4 separate regions of the Mus musculus genome follow, and regions 1, 2 and 4 are each linked to region 3. Evidence: chromatin contacts called from public Hi-C and Micro-C data. All regions are on one chromosome and are shown on one strand. The core of a region is the stretch at or near the end of the contact, and the rest is flanking DNA. Distances in the headings are between cores, read along the strand shown. Region 1 overlaps Asph (aspartate-beta-hydroxylase). Region 2 holds the start of Asph (aspartate-beta-hydroxylase). Region 3 holds the start of Gdf6 (growth differentiation factor 6). Region 4 has its middle 110 kb from the start of Gm35008.

Region 1 (4,080 bases), core at 204-2,703, 230 kb before region 3:
GTTAAAGTCAGGACGCATTTGGCTTCTGTCGTTCCCAACTGCATGGTCATGGGCAACGGACAACAATAACCTGTGCCTTGGAATTTTTATTAAAATAACCCTAGACACATCTTCACTACAAGAGTATTTATTATAATCCCAGAAGAGAACAAACGGCAGCTCGTTTTATAAATGATGTGAACAATGGGGTGAGACATGAGTGGTAACTGAAAAGATACCTGCAGACCAAGCAGCCCTGCAGAGTGTTCAGTGACACTTACCTGCCCCCTCAGGGGCCTGCTCCTCCAGCTCAGCGTGAGTCTCTGCCTCCTCCTCCGGTGGAAATGTCCTCTCAGAAGGAGATCTTTCTTTAAGGCCTGCATTTTTTATTCACAGTGTTAACTAAGACTTCTTTAAAAATCACCTTTATACTTTAAATCAGAAAAAGTAACTTTCAAACATGTGATTGGTGGGACAGGACGCTCGGGCTTCCCAGTACTGTGTTTAAGACCGAGGAAAGGGTCTTTCATCTCATGAGGGTCTTCCGTGTACTTAAAACTTTTTAAAAGGGATTGATAAATATTCACAACATAGACTAACCATGTCTAGCCTTGCCAAAAGAAGATGCGTGGGAGTCCAGACTCCTGTCTTGTTTAAGGACCTTGTAAGCCAGAGCTCAGTGCCCAGCAGAAGGGACCATATGACACTCATAAGCTGGGCTGTGCACACTCCAGACCTGAGTTCACTTTTCATGTGTAATGTTTGATTAGGGAATACCAGAGTTTTCAATAAATCATATGTAACGCAGTACAAGTTTCACAAAGTACCACCTGTAAGCAACCATATTATTTTTCTAGAGCTAAAAGGTATCCAAAAAAATCTGTTTAAAAGTAAGGAAAGCTGAGCTGGGGGAGGGGCATACCTGAAATCCCAGCACGAGGGAGGCAGAGGCAGGTGGATTTCTATGAGTTTAAGGCTAGCCTGGGCTACAGAGCAATCCCTGGACAGGAAGGGCTACACAGAGAAGCCCGCCTCAAAAACAAAACAAAACAAACGGTAATAAAAAATAAGGCAGGAAGCAAGTTAACATGAGCCACATAAACACTAAGGTAGTGCTGTGATGTGTTGCATGTGGAAGGGAACATTAGATAAATCCTTAATACAGCTGTTCAGGAAACCAAGGCAGGACTAAGAGTCCAATTCTGTTTGCTGAGTCTGAGCTTCTTTGCCCTCACTGAGAGCTGGACGAGGGTGGCATCTGGGAAGATGGGCACAGTGGCCCTTGGAGAAAAGGTCAAGCCAGCTCTCACATTCTGTAGACTGTAGGTACCACTGTACAGTTAATGCCCACACTCCCCTTATGTCAACTCAAGCATTTTACTTTATTCTTTGTCTGGTCTCTTATTCTTGTTTCTGCCAGAGGTTACTTCTGTACTCTTACAGAGACTGCAAAAGCAACAGGCTGGCTTGGCAATCTTCTATTTCCTCAATTTCAACACTCCCTGTACACACCACCACCACACACCGCTTTGTTCTACACATCAGTGTAATCTAACTATAAAAGAGATTTCAAACTAGTTCACTTGCTCAGAGTGTGAGTAGGGTTGGAAATCCTTACAGTGCCTCACATCTACTTGAAATACAGCATGAAAACGACAAAGCTCTTTCTCACTGATGTAGCCCGCCCTTTTACCTCTTGACTGGCAGTAGGTGAGTTGTGCTCAGTCAATCAGGAGAGGCTTAGGATTCCATGGACTCATGTGCTTTGTCTCTGCATTCAGTATGTCAGTCGACAGTTGGCCAAAGCAATTGCTACAGAAATGCCTACTTCAGGGCGAGGGCATGCAGTGGGGCCCACTCTGCCAGTCCACTACAAAGAGGCTCACTGCAGGGTCAAAGAGCCTTAGATATGCCTGGTTGGCACAGGGATGTCAGTGGAGAAACAAGGACTGCAACAATCTTGCTCTTACAGTTTACAAGGGATTCCTAAGAAGAATGCAACAATCCTGCTGCTACTGTTTTCAAGAGATTTGACTGTATCCACGATTTCTCTATAATGTGTCTAGTTTTCCCCAGGTGGTATCAGTATGTGCCTGATGTCAAGCAACAGTAACTATATTCTCAGAAGTGTCTCAGTGTGAATGGAAGGCTACAACATCACCCTTCACTAACATACACTCAACTGGCTTTCAAACTGGTCTGCATTTAAAGTGTTTTCAACAATAGTCCCATCCAATGGCAGATGCAAGTGCCAGAAACTCCATTCTTACCAAACCTAGAAAAGTCCATTTCATTTGAAAAAGGAAGAAATGATGTATTTAAAAGGTACCAGTCTAAGTCTTCAGACACAATACACAAAGAGCTAGCTTTCTGTAACTCAACTGGGAGTCATTTACCTTTACAATCCAAAGGATAAAAAGAATGGAAAAATGTATGAAAAGAAAATGCTAACCAGCTTCATTTCCACCCAAACCATCAGTCAAATGACATACTTTCAAACAGCTATTCAGTGCTATATCCAGAGGGGACATTTGCACAAATAAATTTTATTATAAATTTCAAAGCAGTGAAAACCATATTTATGCATCTCCTTTACTGGGCCCCTACAAACTTTTAACAAAGGAAGCCACACTGAAATAGCTTTAATAACCCTCGGAGAAGCCCTGGCCATCCCTGTACAGTAGTAACTCCTGTTATACAAAACCGACATAAATAACACATGTGACCAATTCAGACTAAGAGGAAAGAGGTTTTTTGTTGTTTGTTTGTGTTAAAGCTTGATTCATTTATTGAGAAGTACACATGACAAAGGGTTAGGGCTGGAACTTGAAATGAATATTTAAAGTTACATTATAAAATGTAATCCATTTGTGGTCTAGTCCCTGTGGATGCATACAATGAAATCAAAGGGTACCAGTTTAAGTTTTCAGACACAATACACAAAGAGGCAGCTTTCTGTAACACAACTGGGAATCATTTATCATTATAATCCAAAGAATAAAAAACATGGAAAATATCACAAAAGACAATACTGCACAGCTTCATTTCCACCCAAACTATCAGTCAAATGACACACTTACAGACAGCTGCTCAGCGCTACGTCCAGGCTATATCCAGATTCACACTAGCTTGAGTTTTTTTTTTTCTCTCTCTCTCTGTCTCTCTCTCTGTCTCTCTCTCTGTGTGTGTGTGTGTGTGTGTGTGTGTGTGTGTGTGTGTGTGTGTGTCTCTGTCTGTCTGTCTCTCTCTCTGTCTGTCTCTGTCTCTCTGTCTTTGTCTCTCTTTCTACCATCTAACTTAATTGGTAGAGCAGTTGCAAGCTGGCTTGCTCTCAGCCCCTACAGCCTCAGACAACGACTCAGCTCCCAGAGGCAAAGGCAAGCCTCTTCCAGATGAGCTATTCAGAAGCAAAGGGGCCACTGCCTGGCTGCCCCAGACTTCTGAGGGACTCTTCCTGCCATGTTGCACTCCACTGCAGCTGCTTACTGACACTGCTGAGGTTCAAATGTCATCAGGCAATGACAATAGTGGGATCAAATGTAAAACTTTTTCTTACAACATCTTGGTTTTTGTTCTGTAGATTCATTACAGAAGTTAGAAGGCTTTTTAAAATTTACATTTATAAATATCTGTTTCTTTCATTTTAATTAAAAATGCAAGAAACTACCAAATATAAATGAAGCCAGGATTTAAGCCATTCACAGTATCCTTGACACTGAGCACAATTCTCTTGGGCCCATGAATGATAAGCTTTACAGGATTCAAGGCTATCCAGCCATACCCACCAGAATGAGAACAAAATGGTATAATCTACCTCCATAAACATAACAGCTTCACACTTCATAAATGTGTTATTTATTTACATATTCATTTACATCAAGCAGTTCATCAAACAAGTATCCATCAGCTGCTAATGTAAGGAACTCTTCCATGGTGGCTGAGCATGTGCGGTACAAGCCTTCCAGAAGGAGCAAGCTAAATAAAGCCCAGGAGCAGAAGCCACACAGCTTACTCACTAGGTGGCACAGATGTTACGGAGAAGCTGCGTCAAGAGGACAACCTAAACAAAAGGGCTTAGCAACTGGATCTCAATAGACTTCT
Region 2 (4,170 bases), core at 1,371-3,870, 180 kb before region 3:
TGACGTATTCTATTTAAGAACCAACAATTCAAACAGTGCAGTGTAATGATGAGCAACAGAAAACCTGGCTTTTAGTTGATGCTCTTCTGTCCTACCTGGGTTTTCACAGGCTGAGCAAGACCTTTAAGCATTAATTTTCTCACCTTATTTAACTAGAAGACACTAAATGCCACAGCAATGTAACTGCAGCTACGGACTCCCCAGCAGTTAGAGTTGGTTTGCATGTCCATGTCCCTACCTCAGTGACCACATAAAGTTAACTTTGTTTTCAGTACCCTGTTTATCTTTCAGGTGTACCCTGCTGTAAGAAAGCAATAAACAGAACCACGCTTTCCCATTATAATGGTAACTGTTTAGCACAAAGGGAAGAAGAGTTTTAGTTTCCACCTGGGGTGCCTTCTCTTTCACCCAATCAGAACTCAGTAGTTACTGAAATAGTTATTTAAAATAATGGCCTAGGAAGAATCATGCGCTCTGTGTAATTTAGGCTCGAGTTTGGGGGGAGGGGTTAGAACACAGGTGTTTCATTCATTATGAATGAAATTGTGCTTCATTATAGTTATGTCACTCTAAAGTGTGGGCAAATGATAGACTAAGGGACTATACATCCTAATGATAGAATAAGGGACTATATATACATCCTAAGAATAAGGTACTATACATCCTGGGGTTTCCCAGCCCTACCAGCTGACTGTAACACTGGTACTTATCAGGGGACGGTGCACACTCTCTGTACTGGCAGGCCTCATAAGAGACTTCCCTGGATGCAATCAGGGTGTAAAGGATAGAGATGAAAGTCTAGGATGTAGCTCAGCGGCTAAAGCACTTCCCCAGCACACACAAAGCTCCCAGGACAGCAGCAGACGCATTTCACCAGGCAATCGCTACAGAACACATTAAAATCTTGCTCATTAGCTTTCTCCTCAACATTCAGTAGGCTCTTCTCATTCACATACTTCAAATCTATGCTCCAACCACAAAGCAATGGCGCTGCCGATGTCAGATTAGCTGACTTAGGAGCCAGAGAGCCTGAATGTCATTTTTACCGGTATTGAGGTGAATTAATTACTACAGTGGCCTTGGACCTCAAACTGTGTACATAGAGTCCTTTCCATTAAGAATACAAACAGCTCTCAGAATGTTAATGTGTACAATGGATTTAACTGCCTAACTTTCCCCATTTACATTTATTCATTCATTTTCTAATCAAATATTTATTGCACAGCTATTAAGGAAACGAACTATTCTAGTTGATAATGGGGAATAGAAGAGAGTGAAACAAAGACAATACATGAAGACAGAATATACATGAAGACAGCAAGTGCTATGAAGAAAAACCATAGTTGGCTCATCTATCGTCCTGACATATACTAATAAAACCATAATCATCCAATCTATATATGACATATAATAATGAGCTGCCCATAGACCAAAGCATAGAATCTAAATCATTTCCAGTGATATTGAGAGCTCACATTCAATACACATGTGTGTTCCAGTTCCAATATTCTAAATATGAGTCAAAGGAAATATAAGAGAAACCGAGAACCGGTGAAATCTGACACGAAACAGATTTAAAACATCTGTTCTCCACTCTGCTGGCTAAGCACATGGAGAAGAAAGGTGAATAACCAGTAGGGTTTTTTGTTTGTGGGTTTTGGGTTTTTTGTTTGGTTGGGTTTTTTTTTTGGGGGGGGGGGGGTTATGATTTTATTTTATTTTATTGAGAAAAGAAAAAGGAGGCACAGAGAAAATCCCTATAGTACTTTATGATGTCCCTTTGTATTTTAAAAGGCAAACGCAATACATATTAAGAAAACTAAACAAAACTCCTTAAAATAATTTGCAAGAACGAAGCATCAAGTCTCATCCCGGCCCTTGAATACACTCCTCCAAGCCGCTCCTCAACGCTGCTGGCCAGGCTGAAACTTACTTTCTCTGACTTTGGCTCAGGGTCAAGCGCCCCGAAAACTGCAAAAAGATAAAGGGCCCTCTACACCCAGCTTCCATCAGGAAAGGCAAGAAAGGGCCGGCCAATGCTCGGGCAGGCTGGTGCTAGGGGTCCCCCTCCGGCCGACTCTGCTCCTCCGCCTCCCCGCCCGGTGAGCGCGGCCTCGCCCCGCGCACACAGGAGCCTCGCTAAGGATGGAGAGGAGCGGCGGACGTAGGATCAGACCAGACCTGCAGCGCCCACCCGGCTCCCGCCCGCAGCCAGGGCCTGGCCTGCGGGGACTCTGACCTCTCCGAGCCCCGGGGCTACTGCTGCTACCGCTGCTACCCGTGCTCGGGCTACCGCTGCCCGAGCCGCTGCCGCTGCCGCTGCTGCTGCTGTTGCCGCCGCCGCCCTTGGCGTTCTTGCGCGGGGCCATCGCGAGCTGCTCCGGGGACTGCAGAGAACCGGGGCCTTGCTGAGTGCACTAGGGACACCGGGGCTTCGAGACTCCTGTAGCAGCGCCTTAGCGTCCACTGCGCTCGCTGCGCCTCGGACGACTTGCACCAGCGTGCAGCCGCGCGGTTAGCCTCGCGTGCGCCCAGCCTGCGACTCCTTAGGCTGCCAAGAGCGCTCAGCTCCCCCCGGCCTCGGCCCCGCCCACGCCAGCCTCTGCCCACCCACCAGATCTGAAAGACGCCAACACGAGCCAATCCCGAGGACCGCTGGCAGGGGGCGGGGCAGGCTACGCGCGCCTGCCCTCCTCAGGCCAAAGCTTGTCTTTTGCTGCGCAGTGACTGCAAAGCCCCAGCGGCTTGTGGCTTTCTAGTCTGCCTGGATCCTCTGGAACGTGGCAAACGTGGAAGCCGGCAGGACTCTCGCGAGCGTTGGTGTTCTGGCTCCAACGGGATGGGGCGGGTATGAGGGCGGTGCCCGAGAGCTGCGCACCACCTCTTGGCTTCTTGGGAATTTGGTTCCGGTGCCTAAGTACGACCAAGGGTGCAAGCCCTCTCTTTGAAAAGGATTTGCCACAGTTCCGCCAGTACACTGTGATTGTTGAGCCTTCCAGTGTCAAAAATAAGGATTTGTGCCATCAGTAGTTTTGGAGAACCTTTAGTTAAGACATTAAAATGTTAACATGACTCAAAAACCCTATTTTCTTAACCATGCACAACACTCTCATCACACTAATACCTAGAATTTCTTCATGTCCCCAGCCATTGATCTCCTATGCTTATGCAGTGTACTGCGTCGGGATTGAGAACTGAATATTCAAAAGAAAAATGGCAACAGCTGGATGAACCAGCCAAGGTCCAGCAGAGACCATGATCATTTGTTACCAATTGCCCACATGGTGTCTGTGGGTAACAAAAAAACATGAAGTATGTGGTGATTTAATACATTGCTGTCAATGTCGAGATCTTCCAGGAGTTCTTGGAAGCAGCCCCTTGTAGAAGACCCAGAGTGAGCCACTGCTGTGGGACGACCCCTTCTGAGACTGCAGTTTCCTCAACCACCACTGACCATCATTAGGGTCCACTGGCCTCTGCCTTGTCAGCTGTGAATACTGGGTACCGCCCGGGGAAAAAAGTGGAACCCAAGAGCCTCACAGAACAGGGAAAAAGAGGGCATCGTTTTCACACAGCCATGAAGGTGGGTGCTGCCGTCCATTCTTACTGCATTTCTTTATCTCTGAGCCTCCTCGGCACCCAGGAGTCCTCTCTTTTGAACACAACTTCTTGCCCACAAAGGACATTCTTTCAGCAGGAAACAATGATGGGAATGGGGGGAGGCAGAGAGGCAAATCTGATCCATATCACTTAATGGAAGGTGCTGATATCTAAACTACAATAGATAAATAACTCTCCATCCCCAAGATAAAAAATTTTAATTACTCACAAAACACTATTATAGAGTTGATGCTTTAAAGGTTCAATCTTAACTAGCTTCCACAAATGTTTTAATCCCTTGTGCTGGCTGATTTTGTGTGTCAACGTGGCACAAGCTGGAGTCATCACAGAGAAAGGAGCTTCAGTTGGGGAAGTTCCTCCATGAGATCCAGCTGTAAGGCATTTTCTCAGTTAGTGATCAAGAGGGAAGGGCCCAGCCCATTGTGGGTGGTGGCATCTCTGGGCTGGTAGTCTTGGTTCTATAAGAGAGCAAGTTGAGCAAGCCAGGGGAAACAAGCCAGTAAGTAACATCCCTCCATGGCCTCTGCATCAGCTCCTGCTTTCTGACCT
Region 3 (4,133 bases), core at 1,074-3,573:
GTTGAAGGGTTGTAGGCCATAGGCAATGAGACCTCTGCCTTGTTTCCTGTTTACTGGTAACTCACAACAGATAACTGCTGTGGGCAAACTGAGCAGAGATGAAGGCCAGCAGGAAGCGTGGTGCTGAGAAAGGATCCAAGCCCATGAGTCATCCCTAACAGGGCTGTGGAGCCAGACATGCGCAGAGTGTTAGCACAAGGTACACATGCTCATTCCCAGAAGGAGAGAATGGAGACAAGCCATGGATGGATGCCTCTCCTGGATGTCAGTACAGCGAGGGGAAGAGAAAGAGGCGCAGCACAGATATTAGAAGGCGATCGATTTGGTATTAGACATTAAGAGATGAGGGTGTCATCTCTGGATAACAGTAATGTATGAAGGACATGTGCACCAAAGATGAAGGAACATGAACAGAGAGAGCTTTTCGTCCTAGTGGGCTAAGCATTATTTAAGACTTAAAACTTCCTAGCTCCTTTCTCAGCCTTACACTGGTGAATGATAATGCTAGAAAGCAGAAGGAAGAAGCTAGACTCCTTCAAGTCCCAGACAGGCCATGGGTTGGCAGTCATGAACTGAGTAGCCCTAAGGGACGTTAAATGGGTTGGGGTAGAACCAGAATCTCTAGTGATAGAGAGCAAAGCAGCCCCTCTCAATAGCCTCGCAATTAGGAGTAGTGGCAATACAGGAGCAGTGTGATCGTGGGCCTCAGTTTCTCTGTCTGTAAAATAGAGATAATGTGGCCCTTGTCTCAGGCTTGTTATGAAGATTATGTGAAACTGTTTGCTAAGGCCATAGAGCCAGGCCTGACACAGCAGATGTCCAAGGTGAGTGTCATGCCTCTTAAGGAAGTCAGAGTAAAGAGAAGGGGAGAGAGGACCAAATTATCCTCACGCCTGCAAGGTCCCAATGAAGACAGGAGGGCCAGGGCGAGAGAACCCACAGAGACACAGCTCAAACCAGGAGGAGCAGAATGGTGGAACCACTGCTTCCTGGGTCTATCCGTGGCTGTGCCCTCTTGGCTGAATGGCCCTGGAAAGCCTTTATCTCTGAGCCTTTTGCCCCCCCCCTTTTTTTTTTAAATCCATAAGTGGAGTAATTTACAGGAGGACGTTTACAGATGGTGCGTGAGTACCCTGTAAAGACTCTGGACAACTTCCGTCTAGAGCGCTGTGCGAGAGAAGCAACGCTTCGCCGCCAAACCTAGCAACGTCCTGAACCGCGGGGCGGTGGGCGGGGAAGACACTGGGAATCTGGGGACAGATAAAGGAAACTCGTGATGGGGCGAGGCTGGGCTGAAGAGAAACAGATTGGGGTAGAGCTGCGCAGGGAGGGGTCTGGTGAAAGGGGGAGAGAGAGGGTGGGGATCAGAGAGTTGGGAGGCCACAGCCAAAAAAAAAAGCATATTTGGGGGGCAGGGACTGGGTGAGGAGAGGTATCGAATCGGAATGGGAAGGAATTTGGGGGAAGGACTAATTCCTGAAGACAATAGGAAAGAGGAAAAAGGAAGTACGGGTGCAGAAGAAGAGGGAGTCAAGCCCCTAAGGGTCCAGAGAAGTGTGGGGTCCCACGAAAGAGAAATGAAGCAGCTGGAGCAAACACCAGAGATTGAGGTCTGCGAGAGGAGAGTCTGGGGCCTGCAGGAGAGCGCGGCAGCTCCGAGCACCGGTCCAAACTCTGAAGACTGGTGGCCTTTGCCTGACCTCGAAGGTCGGGAATTGACGCGGGTCTTTGTGGAAAGCAGCATTCTACCAAGAGAAGGGGGCTGTGAAGGACTGGCCCCTGCGCCTGGCTTCCGGGACTCAGGGATGAAACTTGTGGGCGCGCGGGGGGGGGGGGGTGAGAGGGTGCTAACCGCCCGCTAGGAGGGTAGGGTGGCAAAGAGAGGGTGCCACTGCCCGGAGCCAGGGCGCAGCCTGCGGCAGCAGCCCCCCACCCCCACCCCCGCTCCGAGCCAGCCGCCGCGGCTGCCACTCCCCCGGGTCCCTGGAGAAGTTCGAGCAGCTGGTGGGGACTGACGGTCCCCGGCGCAGGCGGCTGCCTGCGGGCTCTGGCTCCCCAACCCTGGGACAGAGGCGCTCGCCTCTGGCTCGCCCAGTCGGCGCTCCGGACCCCGTGGGGCTCTTCCAGCTCTCACCTTGCCACCACCACAGCCCACCGCTGCCCCCCACCCCACACCTCCTGCCCGCACTACCCGCCTCCCTCCCTATCCCCGCAGCGCTGCTCTCCCCTCCTCTCCCCACCTCCCGGCGAGGGGCGGGAGGGGGCGTGGCAGGGCCTGGATTTGTGTAGCTGCTACCCGGCTCCCCGCACTCGTAGTCTGCAGGAGGAGCGCGGCCCCCGCCGCTGTCCAGCCGCTCCGTGCCTTTCGCGCCCGGCGCAGCCGCTGCTGTCGCCGCCGCCTCTCCGAGTAACTTAGCCACTCGCTCGCCATGGACACTCCTAGGGTCCTTCTCTGGGCGATCTTCCTCATTAGCTTCCTCTGGGATTTGCCGGGTTTCCAGCAGGCTTCCATCTCCTCGTCCTCCTCCTCCTCCACCGAATTGGACTCCACCAAAGACGTGGGGAACCGCAAAGAAGGGAAGATGCAGCGAACTCCACAAGAGAGTGCCGAGGGCCGGACGCCCCCGGAGCACGGGCTGCGGCAGAAGGACCTCCGGCGGCGGCCGCCCGGACAACATCAGGGGCAGGAGCCGCCGGGCAGGGGGCTGCGCGTGGTGCCTCACGAGTACATGCTGTCAATCTACAAGACTTACTCCATTGCCGAGAAGCTGGGCATCAATGCCAGCTTTTTCCAGTCTTCCAAGTCAGCTAATACGATCACTAGCTTTGTAGACAGAGGACTGGGTAAGTGGCAAAGAAAGCGCCCGACTCCTCTCCAGTTGGAGCTCCTCAGCCAGAGCTCTACCCAGGCTCTGGCAAGAGGCTGCTTTTGTGAATTCCCTTCGCATTTTGGACACCTCCCCCCTATTTTACTTTTCTCAAGCCCCCAATTCTGAGTGCAGCTGCAGCTTTTTGCTCCAGTCTGCAATTCTCCCCTACTTTCTTACTTTTTTTCTCTCCTTTTCCTTCCTGTTTTCTATTTTGCCGAAAGCATCGCGGCGGTCAATGGTCTGGTAGCTAGCAGAGGAAGCATAGAGGAAAAGAAGTGATGAGCAAATGAAGGGAAAGGGAGAAGGGTCAGAGAAAGGACTGAGAGACCCTGGCTCCAAAGCTTGTGAGGGTCGCGGGCCCTAGAGCATTCATGAGAGCTTTAGAGAGCCTCCTGTCTCTCAAGGAAAAGCCAGCACAAGGTAGTCAATCCGTCTAGGATCGGTGTCAGGCAGTGCCTAGATCCAGCAGCCCTGTGGGTTCACCCGATGTCCTGCGTAGGGTGTGGGGAAATATCAGCCAGGTGGGCACCCAGTGCCTTGTGGCACCGTTTTTATTTTTCCTCGTCTCACACATGATAGTTTTCAAGCCACCATCTTCGGGGTGGGCTGAAACTGGGACTGATAAAAGCGTGGAGTTGTTGGTGCTTACTGTACTACAGGACGGTACTCATCTACCTTTCTCAGCCAGGCAACCCTTCTATCGATGATCATCTCGGGACCCTACCCTCATCCCCTGTGCCAGACAGGATGCATTCCCGTCTATAGGATTCTGAGCTTCCTCCTCTTGCTATTATCGCTGATCCACAGCATAGCATGGGCAATGAAATCATAGCATCTCAGAGAAATCTTCAGAGATTGGGGAAAGTTCCACTGGCTCCTAGAGAGGAAAAGTAATTCCGAAAAAGCAAGAAAGGAGGAGAGAAATAGCAAAGGGCTGAGAGGAAGGTACAGAGAAGGTAAGAGGTACGTCCCATACTCCCAGACTTAGCTTTGACTCTCTTCCTAGACCCACAGGTTCGGGTTCAGAGGAAAGTACCCAGAAATTCAAGAGTCCCCGGGATTGGGCTGAGGGAACTGCTCACCTACATCTATCTACCTTAATTGTCTGCTCAGCTACATCTATCTACCTGAATTGTTCCCTTGAACCTTTCCAGAGTAGGCTAATGTCCCCCTCCCCCACCTGCCCCAAGCTCTATTCAATCTCCAGCATCCAGCTTTCTGGAAGCTGCTTTTCTTCGCAGCCAAGGTTCTGGCCCAGCCAGG
Region 4 (3,960 bases), core at 1,344-3,843, 190 kb after region 3:
AGACATTTATTGTCATGGAAGGAAGTTGTGATAAGTAAAAACCATGTCCCACTTTCTCAGGGTGGGCCTGAGGTTCAATACCTTTTGCAGGAAGGAGTGCCTGAGAAGGGGAGCTTAATTGGCTAACTCCTTAAGACCTTTAGGTGCCTCGTTAAAAATTGAGATCTGTCTTGAGGCTACATGATCTGTGGTTACATCCTCTACCTGTGGAAGGGCTTGGGGGTGTTGTCCTTATTTGACTGATGGTCAAAGACCTATGGAGTGGAGAGCTGCAGCCTCGTGTCAGGAGCCTGGTGTCTAGGAGCATGGCAAAATGCCTACCGTACCTTGCAGGCTATGGTCACCTGCTAGGTAACCGGGATTTTAAATCTAGCTCAACCAGAAAACAGGCTGCCTCTCATGGTCCCACATCTTTTCCTATAGCAACCACTTTATTCTATGAGAAAACAGGAACCCTATCTAGCTTGTGGAGTAGAACATATAATTCATGTTCATTTGTGGTGGTTTGAATAAGACTGCCTCCCCCAGTAGGCTCATGTGTTTGAATGCTTGGTTGCCGAAGACCCTCTGGGCCCCTTGTCTGCGTGGAACAGGTCTCTGGTCACAGGTGGACAAGGAGTTGGAGGGAATTGAATGACAGACAGATGCACACAGGAGAGGTTATGTAGAATTTGAATGTAATTTGTCAAACTGAGCATCAAACTTTTTATACAGAAGAAAATAGGGAAGTTAGGTGACACATCGGCAAGGTACAATGAGGTTACCGGATGCTTAATGACTCTTAAACAAAACAGAGGAATGTAAACACAAAGACTGGCAGGAACTGGGCAATAAAACAACTGAGACAAAGTCATCTCTATCTAAGGTCAGCTATAGTCTTAGAAGTCAGGTGTGAGGTCTTAACACTCCTAGGGCAAGGGCTTTCACACCCAAGTCATGGTTCTAATTAGGGAGTTCCATTCTAGCTAACCATCTCATGAATAATGCAATACTCTAAAACCACAGCCCTATCTACTTCCTAAACCATTGTAAATTCCTGTATATGGGAGCAACTTGGCTTTTATTCTAAGTAATAGTGTAATACCAGAGGCAATTCTGAATGTCACTGAATAGGCAACATTCTTACTGAATTCCAAGCCCATGGTCAGCTCAAGGACTTTCTAGGATGTTGGAACACTGGTGAAGGCTTAGCTATGTCAGAATTCAATCTTAAAAGGCACTTATAATAAGACAATACTAAAAGAGAGCACGTGGATCCATACACCAGACTAACTCGAGAATAGGGTATGAGTATATGAGTTAATGAGAACGCTAGAACTCCAGGAGGTGAGCTTCCGTGAAACTCTTTGCCTTGTGAGCGCTTCCAGGCCTCTCGGCCTGCCAAGCAGACTTCACGGTAGTGTGTGTGGCACTTGGTTGCCATAGAGAATTTGATAGATTAAGAATTATGATATATGTACTTTTTGGAAGAAAAATGTTACTGGAGGTGGACTTTGAGATTTCAAAAACCCATACCAGACCCAATCTCTCTCCCTCCCCCACCCCCGCTCCTCTCTCCGTGTTTCTGCCTCTCTTGCTCTCTGTCTTTGCCACCATGTATACTCCCGGCAGTGGTAATAATGGACTGAGGCTCTGAAACTGTAAGCAAGCTTCCAATTAAACTTTTATTTTACAAGAATTTCTGTGCTCATGGTATTGGTGTCTCTTCACAGCAGCAGAACAGTTGCTGGAACACCATTTTATGATAAAGTGAAATTTCAAGGTAAACTTATAATCCCAGTGCTTGCAGGAGGATGACAAGTTCATCCTGAGCAACTTAGTGGAACTGTGACTCAAAATAGACAGTAAAGAGGGTGGAGGGTTCCACTTGGTCTGGTTTGTTCCTAGAGTGTGTGAAGCCAAGGCTCCATCCTTGGTTTCCTCTTTGCCACAGGCTTAGTTCCTCCATGCTTTCTTCACTTTTCTCCAAGGTCAGAGGCATTTTGATAGAATATTTTGTAAGATTGCAGCATTTGTGATCTGAGGCCAGAGAAAGAATGTGCTATGTCCTACATGCTCACTGAATTCCATTTTCCTCCTATCCTCTTTGCTTTCACCTTTTAAAACAGCCCCTAGCTTTTGTTTTCTCTTTCTTCTGTCTTGGTGAGAAGCTATCATTGGTGGGAGTAGTTTGTCATGGGCAGTTTTTAAGCATCAGTGTGTTTGAGAATTGTAGAACTGTCACAATCTCTTAAAATGCAGGATGCCACAGTGACCACAGAAGCCCATTTTCCTACAGGAGCAAATTAGTCAGGGTCACATAGCTGGCCAGTAGTAGAACCAGACAAGACCCTGGGGTTCCTGGCTCCTGTTCCAGAGCTCTTAGCAAAGTCAAATAGGCTTTGAACCAGTGTTAACTCTCATTTCATGGACAGATTGTGGGATTTGCAGGTCATTCATTGCTGTTGCTATAAGAACAAGATTGTGGTGAGAAGGTGTCCCTTCCAGATTTCCAGAGAACAGCTCTTCTGGAAATACCAGAGCTGGAGTCTCTTGCTGAACTGTAGCAACCAGTGCCCATGAGACCTGGGGATCCAGATCTAGCCAAAACCAGGGCCAGCTGCTCTAGGGGAAGGAACAAATTGTTCCTTCCTTGTCCATCTGGGGAGTTGGGCATGTCCTGTGGCAAGCCGCAGCTACCACAGCTGCTTTCCTGAGAGGAAGGACACTGTGGGTGCCTTCAAATTCCTGAATCTTTGTTCTCTTTGGCAAGAGGCTGGTTATTTTTCTCAATGATTTTATGGTAGATTAATAACTAAAGGCTATTTTTAAATGTGTTATGGACAAGCATAGATCTCTTTTTTTCAGCAAAAAATAAAACTATAGTTACAAGAACAATAGGCCCAGAGGCATTAAAATTTTACAGGTTGATGAGATAATGTTGAATTCTTTTATAAATATGTTTGAGAAATACACCAAGTTCTGTGGACGAGCATGGAAGACAAGTGTGAGACATGACACCTGACCTCCAGGATCTGACAACGTGATGAGAGTTATTGTTTTACAGTTCTGTGTCAGACATCCAAAATGAACCTTATCCAAGTCAGGGTGCTGTATTTCTTTTGGAACCTTTAGGTGAGAATGCATCCCTTGCTTTTTGTAGCTCCTAAAGTCTACCCACATTCCTCAGCTTAGGGTCCCTTCTATCTCTGAAGAATCAGGAGATGACCACTAAAGTTCTCCTTCCTCTGCCTGGCACCCAGATCCTTTCTGGTTACTTTAAAGACCTTTGTAATCATTCTTGGTTCATGTGTGTCATTCTCTCATCAAGTCTGTTTATCACCTTTTCGAATGGGATCCCCCAAGCACAAGAGTTTCAGAGATTAACATTTAATACTTTCCAAGCTTGTCTTTCTTTTTACTGTGGGGTTTCAGACATCCTCACAGATAGTGATACAAGTTAAGATTAGGGTTGGGTGGGAACACATGAGGAGACCCTAATGCAACGGGGAGGGGATGTGATGATCAGGAATGTTGTCTGGGGAAAGTTGAAGTTTGCATTTGTACTGTGACATGTAAGAGAGTCTGGTCATGTCAGGGAAAGAAGAAAGATTACATGGTAAGGTACACAAGTGAGGTGGAAACATAGGTTCTTGGCAAGAGAATGAAAGGGATAAGCAAGACTGGAGGAGTTATACTTCCAAAAGTACTAGTAGGAAAGAAACAGTTGACATCCTAAAAGGAGCATCAAAATGACCTTTTCACAATGTTGGATAAAGGGCCTTTCACAATCAATGGATTGGTTAGAGAAATTGGTTAGATTATCAAGAACCAGCAGTTCTACTGCCTCTATGTTTTAGAGATTCAGCTATAGAAAAAAATTGAGTGACTAGAGATGTTGAAATCTTTGACTAGATTAGTCCAATATTATAGAAGTCATGGCCTAAAATGTATGTGTGTACCCTCACCACACATACACAC

What was found. A called contact is a pair of places that touch in the nucleus more often than the background predicts.
Region 1: a contact with region 3 is called in a Hi-C map of bone marrow-derived macrophages, with 3 times the contacts expected there. The contact joins the enhancer-like site here to the promoter of Gdf6 in region 3. A contact is called at or near these places in 4 of 39 promoter capture datasets (the HPC-7 cell line, embryonic stem cells, liver and 1 more), 18 of 484 Hi-C or Micro-C datasets (the G1E-ER4 cell line, the HL-1 cell line, bone marrow-derived macrophages and 7 more), 2 of 115 datasets of contacts at active chromatin or transcription factors (embryonic stem cells and pancreatic cancer cells) and 1 of 9 other capture datasets (embryonic stem cells).
Region 2: a Micro-C map of embryonic stem cells shows a contact between it and region 3, with 4 times the contacts expected there. The contact joins the promoter of Asph here to the promoter of Gdf6 in region 3. A contact is called at or near these places in 11 of 484 Hi-C or Micro-C datasets (LSK cells, embryonic stem cells, forebrain and 4 more), 1 of 115 datasets of contacts at active chromatin or transcription factors (pancreatic cancer cells) and 1 of 9 other capture datasets (pancreatic islet).
Region 4: a Micro-C map of trophoblast stem cells shows a contact between it and region 3, with 2.3 times the contacts expected there. The contact joins the enhancer-like site here to the promoter of Gdf6 in region 3. A contact is called at or near these places in 2 of 39 promoter capture datasets (liver and stem cell-derived epiblast-like cells) and 2 of 484 Hi-C or Micro-C datasets (myocytes and trophoblast stem cells).

What each region holds. Positions count from the first base shown.
Region 1 is chr4:9,610,583-9,614,662 of GRCm38.p6, forward strand. It overlaps Asph (aspartate-beta-hydroxylase), which reads right to left. Exons shown (of 24, transcript NM_023066.3): 4 at 261-356. Among named protein-coding and RNA genes, the nearest start is that of Asph, 57 kb to the right of the region's middle. Within about 2 kb of position 1,454, at least 13 of the 459 cell types and tissues checked have an H3K27ac peak or open chromatin away from gene starts, as enhancers often do. A contact at or near this core is called in bone marrow-derived macrophages, where this site is marked.
Region 2 is chr4:9,666,542-9,670,711 of GRCm38.p6, forward strand. Asph (aspartate-beta-hydroxylase) reads right to left here and starts at 2,621. Exons shown (of 24, transcript NM_023066.3): 1 at 2,240-2,621. The coding sequence starts at 2,369.
Region 3 is chr4:9,842,049-9,846,181 of GRCm38.p6, forward strand. It overlaps Gdf6 (growth differentiation factor 6), which reads left to right and starts at 2,324. Exons shown (of 2, transcript NM_013526.1): 1 at 2,324-2,844. The coding sequence starts at 2,430.
Region 4 is chr4:10,032,923-10,036,882 of GRCm38.p6, forward strand. No RefSeq gene overlaps it. Among named protein-coding and RNA genes, the nearest start is that of Gm35008, 110 kb to the right of the region's middle. Within about 2 kb of position 2,594, at least 15 of the 459 cell types and tissues checked have an H3K27ac peak or open chromatin away from gene starts, as enhancers often do. A contact at or near this core is called in myocytes and trophoblast stem cells, where this site is marked.